Linked DNA regions of Rattus norvegicus: region 2 is linked to region 1. Evidence: chromatin contacts called from public Hi-C data. All regions are on one chromosome and are shown on one strand. Each heading gives the region's core, a stretch centred on a gene start, on an enhancer-like site or on the middle of the called end of the contact. The rest is flanking DNA. Distances are from core to core; before and after follow the strand shown. Region 1 has its middle 61 kb from the start of Pmepa1. Region 2 overlaps LOC108350535 (a long non-coding RNA gene).

The links. Hi-C and Micro-C count contacts between places; a contact is called where the count stands out from the background.
Region 2: a Hi-C map of Schwann cells shows a contact between it and region 1, with 2.7 times the contacts expected there. The contact joins two enhancer-like sites. A contact is called at or near these places in 2 of 12 Hi-C or Micro-C datasets (Schwann cells and mammary epithelial cells).

Annotation. Positions count from the first base shown.
Region 1 is chr3:182,538,015-182,541,200 of GRCr8, reverse strand. No RefSeq gene overlaps it. Among named protein-coding and RNA genes, the nearest start is that of Pmepa1, 61 kb to the right of the region's middle. Within about 2 kb of position 1,465, at least 12 of the 93 cell types and tissues checked have an H3K27ac peak or open chromatin away from gene starts, as enhancers often do. A contact at or near this core is called in Schwann cells, where this site is marked.
Region 2 is chr3:182,625,190-182,628,643 of GRCr8, reverse strand. It overlaps LOC108350535 (a long non-coding RNA gene), which reads left to right. Exons shown (of 3, transcript XR_005502816.2): 2 at 446-591; 3 at 864-3,454. Among named protein-coding and RNA genes, the nearest start is that of Cimip1, 110 kb to the left of the region's middle. Within about 2 kb of position 2,168, at least 32 of the 93 cell types and tissues checked have an H3K27ac peak or open chromatin away from gene starts, as enhancers often do. A contact at or near this core is called in Schwann cells, where this site is marked.

The DNA of each region.
Region 1 (3,186 bases), core at 216-2,715:
GACCGTGAGGATAAGGAGTCAGGAGACATCAACCCTAGACAAAGAACCTCAGACAGCCAAGGAGTACAGAGAGCAGGGGAAATAGACTTCCCCAGGGAGAAGCACAGCGATTGGTAATTCAATGCCAACGGGTCAACCCTGAACACACACATACAAGGACATTATAGAAACCGGGCGGGTTGTAACTGTGTATTTGTATTCAGGTATGTAATGACATTTAAATAAACTAACGACGGTTAAAGAAAAAGATGCCATGAATTTGAGAGAGAGCTTTGGGGGGGTACATCGGAGGTTTGGAGGGAGTAAAGAAAAAGGAGAAATGATCTAACTATATTATAACCTCAAATCACTTTTAAAAATACATTTAATCTGGGCAGTAGAGCTCGTGCTTGTAGCCCCAGTGCTGGAGGGTGTTCTTGTTGGGTTTTTGTCACCTTGACACAAGCTTAAGTCCTCAGGGACGACGGAGCCTCAATTGAGAAAATGTCTCCATAAGACACAGCTGTAAGGCATTTTCTTAATCATTGATCAATGGGTAGGGCCCAGCCTTTTGTGGATGGTTCCCTCCTGGGCTGGTGTGGTCTTGGGTTCCCAAGCTGAGTAAGCCAGGGGGAGCAAGCCAGTTAGCACCATCCCTCCATGGCATCTGCACCAGCTCCTATCTCCAGCTTCTTTTTCCTGTCCTGACTTCCTTTTATTATGAACAGAAGTGCCAACCGAATAAACCCTTTCCTCCCTAACCTGCTTTCTGGTCATAGCGTTTTGTCCCAGCAACAGAAACCCTAAAACGGGCAGGAAGGCGGGTCCCTGAATTTCACTGACCAGCAAGCTTACTCAAAAAAGACAAGCCCCAGGTCCCAGTGAGAGACTGTTCCTCAAAAAATAAAGCAGGTAGCACCTGATGGGGTTGCCCTGTAGCTCCCTCTACACGGTAAAAGGCGATGGCCTTCTAAAATAATCTGACACTTCTCTAATGCCCCCACCCACCTCAGCAGCCAACCCGAGGCGCAGAGAGGCGAGGAACTGGCTACAGGGCACACAGCTTAAAAACAGTCAGGGATGGGTGAAGCTGCAGTCTCCTTCACTGACCCATAAGTGACAGCCGAACCTTCTCCACTTCCAGTCGAGAGAGAAATAAAACAAGACAGTCGGTGAGATGCCAGCCAGGACCCGTCCCTTGCTCCCTCTCCACTCCCAGCCCGCCGATTCTGAAAGCTAATTAGGAGTTTAATGGTCCCAGTTGCGCAGTCACGCGTTCTGACAGCGGTGCGGCTGGAAGAAGATGAAGCCCCCGTCCCAAGCAACCTTGTTTTTATTGACTTGTAAGCAGCTAAATTGTCTGGGAAAAGGCAGCGCACCAGCCAGTGCCTCTGGGGCTCCCTGCGACGTGGTGATATGCCCACAACTGGGACCTCTGCGGCGTCTGCTCAAGAACGCAAAGTAAATGAATCCCCCGAGCTGGGAGCCGCGCCAGGGGCTGCTGTGCCGGCTGCAGCCTGGAAATCCAGTTCTATCTGAATGCTCGCCCTGTCTAGACAAGGCGCCCGGCGGCCCAACATACTAAACTGCCGCGCTCTGTTCTACCGAGGCTGGTTAGAATTCTGTCTTCTATTCTTCAAGGCTTAGAGTGCAATTGTCCTTGTCAGGGAGGCACTGTGGCTTGTCTCTCATGTCTGCTAAAGTGTCCTGGGCTCTAAGGGTAGAGGGTTACATCGGTAGCTCTCCCCTGACAATTCTATGGGCCTCAGTTTCCCTATCCAGGAAATGGTTATGATATACTGAGCTCACAAGGTCCAAGAAAGAAAGAGAGGGGATAGAGGGGAGTGGTAGAGAAGAAGAGAGGTAGAGATGTAGAGATGTAGAGAGGGAGAGAGGGAGAGAGGGAGAGAGGGAGAGAGGGAAAGAGGAGGGAGAGAGGGAGAGAGGGAGGCAGTGACCAAACAGATACTGTGTCAGACCATATCGTGTCCTCAAACCAAAGCGTTTTAAGTGTTACTTTAGGTGAGGCTGCCTTACAAGGTGGCTGACCTAGGGTCATGCAGTACAGCAGGTGTCCTTAAGGAGGAGCCAGTGCTCAGGGAAGCTGGGGGGAAGAGACATACATCATGGGGATGTCATGTAAAGGCAGAGACAGGAGGCAAGGGCCTTGAGTCTGGACCTGCCCAGTCACCTGCAGGCCCTCAAGGACACTCCTTTAGAACCTCCAGAGGGCAGTGCCCTCCCAACATCTGGCTTCAGACGTCTGGCCTCTGGAGTTAGTTAAGTCATAAATTGTAGAGTCTTATTCCGTGACCCTGGGAGATTCAACAATCCCAGTAAAACAATGAAGTTCCTATGACCCTTTGCACCTAACAAAAACAGTTCTGCAGGATCTGGGAGGCGGCCTGGCCACCTGAGCAGGAGACTCAGCCGGCAGTAGCCCAGGCATTGTGCGGCCATGGTTGAAGAAGCACCGTCCACTCTAGCTGAGACACTCAGTTCTATCACAGCCTGACCTGCCCTTCCTCCCAGAGGCCTGAGTCTGCTCACTTCCACCCGATGTCCTGCTTCAGTCAAGTTCTGTCTTTCTGAGTTTTGTTGTCCGTCACAACCCTTCATCCAGGCCTCTTCCTCACACACTAATGGAGTGCCTACTGCGTGCCTAGTCCTACAAGCCAGGAGTGGACAAGACACCAGAGACGCCTTCTGGAAGCAGCAGCCTGTGATGAGGGAAGATGTAGAAGGGCCTGGGAACTGAGGTCTGGATGACTCGGCTAGGACCAAAAGACTGGGACTGAATTGGAAGCTAGCTCTGCAGAAGAACCAGAGGCATTTGCAAAGGCTGGGGGAGGGGCAAAAGAGCACCTCCTGGGGTGACAGCACACCCTCCTCCCTCCTCCCCAACATCCAGGAAGTCAGGTGGAAGAATGCATTGGCTTCACTGGGAGGTGGGTGGATGGCAGCCACTTCCTGGGCCCTCTGATCACACCCTGCCCAGCGCAGCGCGTAGCAGGAGGCTTGTCTGCATTCAAGTGTTCTTGCAGACTATGTGAGAGCCTGGGTAGGTCTGTCTCCTTTGTCCGCTGTCCCAACAGAGCCCTGACCCTGTCTGGCAGTGTCACTGCCCCAGTAGTCATGACACAGCGCGGCAATGAACCATAATAAGTTACACACATTTTGAGATTTTTGCTCTGAGACAGATCTCAC
Region 2 (3,454 bases), core at 919-3,418, 87 kb before region 1:
GGGCTACCACTAGGGACTTCCTGGGGATAGGCATTGAGAGGCTTGGAGAGGCTGAGGGGTTGATCAGGCCCCTTGTGCTGGGGTGAACATACTGACTGGCCCCTTGGGAAAGAGACTTCAGGAAACCAACCGCCTATTTCAGGTGACAACTTCCCTTGAAGCTCCATCTCAGGAGAGGTCCGGTTGGCTTCGAAATTGTCCACAGACCGGGTGGGACCTTTGTAAGGCAGGAGTGTCTCCTCCCCCTTCACCCTTCTCCTTTTCTCTTCTTCCTCGTCTTCTTCCTCCTCCTCCAGCACGGGTTACAGCCCCGCTCTGGCCACAGTTCATCCAGAACTTACTGATGCTATTGCCGCTTCAGAGGGTAGACACACAAGGGGCTGGTGTGGCGTGATCCACAGTGCCACAAAAATGACTCCCGGTTTCTTCTGTGCTTTGGAGGCAGCAGGGGCATCGCCTCAGCAGAGCTGCTTGTGGTGTTGAAGCGAGGAAGACGTAGTTGGCTCATGAAATTCTTATGCTCGCCCGTCTCCAAAAGCAGCAGGCAAATCTGAGCTCTGACCCACTTAAGAAACGGAAGCAGGCTGGCGGGTAAGGACCTTTAATCCCAGCGTTTGGGAAACAGAGGCAGGCAGATCTGTGTTGGAGATCAGCCTGGTCTACAGAGCAAGTTCCAGGACAGTCAGAGCTACACAAGAAACCCTGTCTCAGGGGGTTAGGGGGGATCTGAGTGGCTGGGATGGTCCCAAAGTCCCTAGTTCCAAGGTTGGAGTTGGTGAGAGTGGGGTGGCCAGAGCCCTCTTACAGTTTAGAGGAAGTTACATATGCTTCCAACCGTGAACTTTGTTAATGTTTCAAAACAGAGCGGGGAGTGAATTCCTTCTGCCAGAGAGATCAGAGGACTGGTGCTTACAGGAAGAACCAGGCACCCCAAGCTGGTTCAGCAAAGCCACTTGGTGGCCTGAAGAGCTGTGCCCAGATGCCTGACTCAGAGGAAGAGAGAGCCAGTTGAGCCCCAGCGTCCGTCCGGGCTGCTTCCTGACCTAAGAAGACACACACACACACACACACACACACACACACACACACACACACACACACACGCAGCTCGGACACTCCCACTGCTGAGGCCAAAAACTCACAGCCTGGCCAGCCGCACCTTCCCCGCCCCAAATCCTTCGGGAGGGACGAACAGCAGCTTCTTCTTCACACTGTAAGCCAAGCATCAGAACAAAGGCAGCCTTGGCTGATGCTTGGCGCTCGCTGCCCACCTCACTCAGCGGAAGATTTAAGGAGACACAGAAGCAATTTCAAAACGTTAAATACTTTTTTTTTTCAATCGAGTCACCTTCCATTTTTGGCTTTTGACTCCACTCCCAGCTGTATCTCAGGTTGGGGGAGGCAGGGCTTTTTGTTCTGTTTTGTTGGTTTTTGTGCTCCCCACCCCCATCCTCCCGTGTGCTTTGAGTGGTTAAAGAAGCATCCTCAATACATCACGGTACCGGCAGACTCAGGTCCTGAGGGTGACCCTACTGATATTAGCTTTTGGGAAACAGTGGCTGCGTGTGTAACACAGGGTCTAAGGGGGACCTGACACCTCAACGTCAGGACTCCTGTCTGTCCAAGGATTTGGCTTGGTGAGCTTGGCATTCGCTCACACGCTGTCTGGCGATGTTCCCTGAGCGTCTGTGAGCGGAGGTGAGCTGTGAGCCTCCTGTGACCAGGTCAGGGGACACAGCCTAAGCACCCAGCGTGCTCCCACACAACCCTTACAGACCCCACTGCCACCCCTGAGAACGTGCCACCCCGAATCCCTCTCCTTTTAAAACTTGATATTTTATGAGAGACACTGCACACCAACGGACTGGCTCTGTGCTGTGACTGTCAATCACATTGCCTTGCTGGCCCTGCCTCTACCAGCCCTGTGAGCTCTTATTGTCCCTTGGAAAGCATTTCGATACAGAACAAGGAATAGCCGTTCTGTGTGGGTGCCCTTGCCCCCTGAGGACACTCTCCTCTCCAGAGCCACTGTTTTGCACTCCACCTACCCTGGGAAGAAGGACAGCCACAGCCCATTTCGGGGCAGCTTCCCTCCCTCTCCCCACCTCCATGATCTTGGCTGCCATTCCCAGCAGCCGCCTCCATGGCAGGAGGCCACTGAGCTCCTACCCTGTCTAGACAGCCACTGTGCCAGCCATTGCCGGGCTGACCCGGCTGTCTGTGAATGCACGTGTACACGGCTGTTAATTACCCCAGAATGTCTGCCCCAGCTGCCGCTGGAGAAATGTAGGTCATCTGGGTACAGCGGTGACCACCAGGGATCAGGGTCACCATGGCCAGGGATCTGGCCCACAGGGGCCAAGGCACTTACTTCACAGTATTTTGCACATTTTAAGCCTTAGGCAAGTGGCTTTTGGCAGCAAAGACTAGAACAGTGTGGCCGTGTGCATCTTAAATACAACCTTTCCTGTGGCCATCTTTCACAGAGTCAGAGCCTTCTATGAAGCAATTTCCCTGGAACGGTCAGTTCCCCGCTGCAGCAGCCTTAGTGGGAAGGTCCTGGATCTCACAGCAGCCTAATGCAATCTCGTCTCACGCTTACACGCCAAGGTTCAGAAAAGCTACACAGCGCCCCACGGTAACAAGTGACTTACGCTGGTCTCGTTGCCCCTGTGGTAAAGTCTACGTGTTAGTCCCCTGGTATCTCCTCCATGCTTGATCCAAGTGTATAGATGGGAGAACTGAGGGTCCACGGGGGCCAATCACAAAGCAAGTATGATTCACATGAGTCGTGCTAAAATCCGCACCGGGGGGTCAGGGTCTACCGCTGGTTTGAATAAGTCATCTGGACTTAGAAAATATGAACTAAGAACTGTGGCTTCAAAGAGACCCCCTCAGCAAGAAAGGGCGGCCAGGCCAAGAGGTGGCTCCAGGCAGTCTCTGAAAGCCAAAACTGCAGTTCCCAAGATACTCATCCGCCTGCATCCTCCCTCTACACACCTTGCCCCAAGTTAAAGAGAGAAAAATCAAGGGCTGGAGGGACAGTTCATCAGGTAAACAGGCTTGCTGTGCAGGCCCTCGGGATCCATGTGGAGGAGAGGAGAACCAGCTCTGACCTCCACATCACAGTACAGACGCCTGTACTTACACGTCACACGCTGATGTTGACGATGATGATGAGGATGACCATGATAGAGCTGCTGCTGATGATTGGTGATTGGTGGTTGGTGATTGGTGATCGATGACAATGATGATGATGTTGATGATGATGACGACGACGATGAGGATGACGATGACGATGATAAAGACAGTGGTGACAAAACAATAAAGTTTTAAAACTCAGGTGGAGGGCATAACTTGGTGGGTAGATTGTTACCTAACATGTGAAGCCCTGGTTTGAACCCCAATACCACACAAACTAGGGTGATGGCCCCTGCCTGCAATTCCAGCAGCT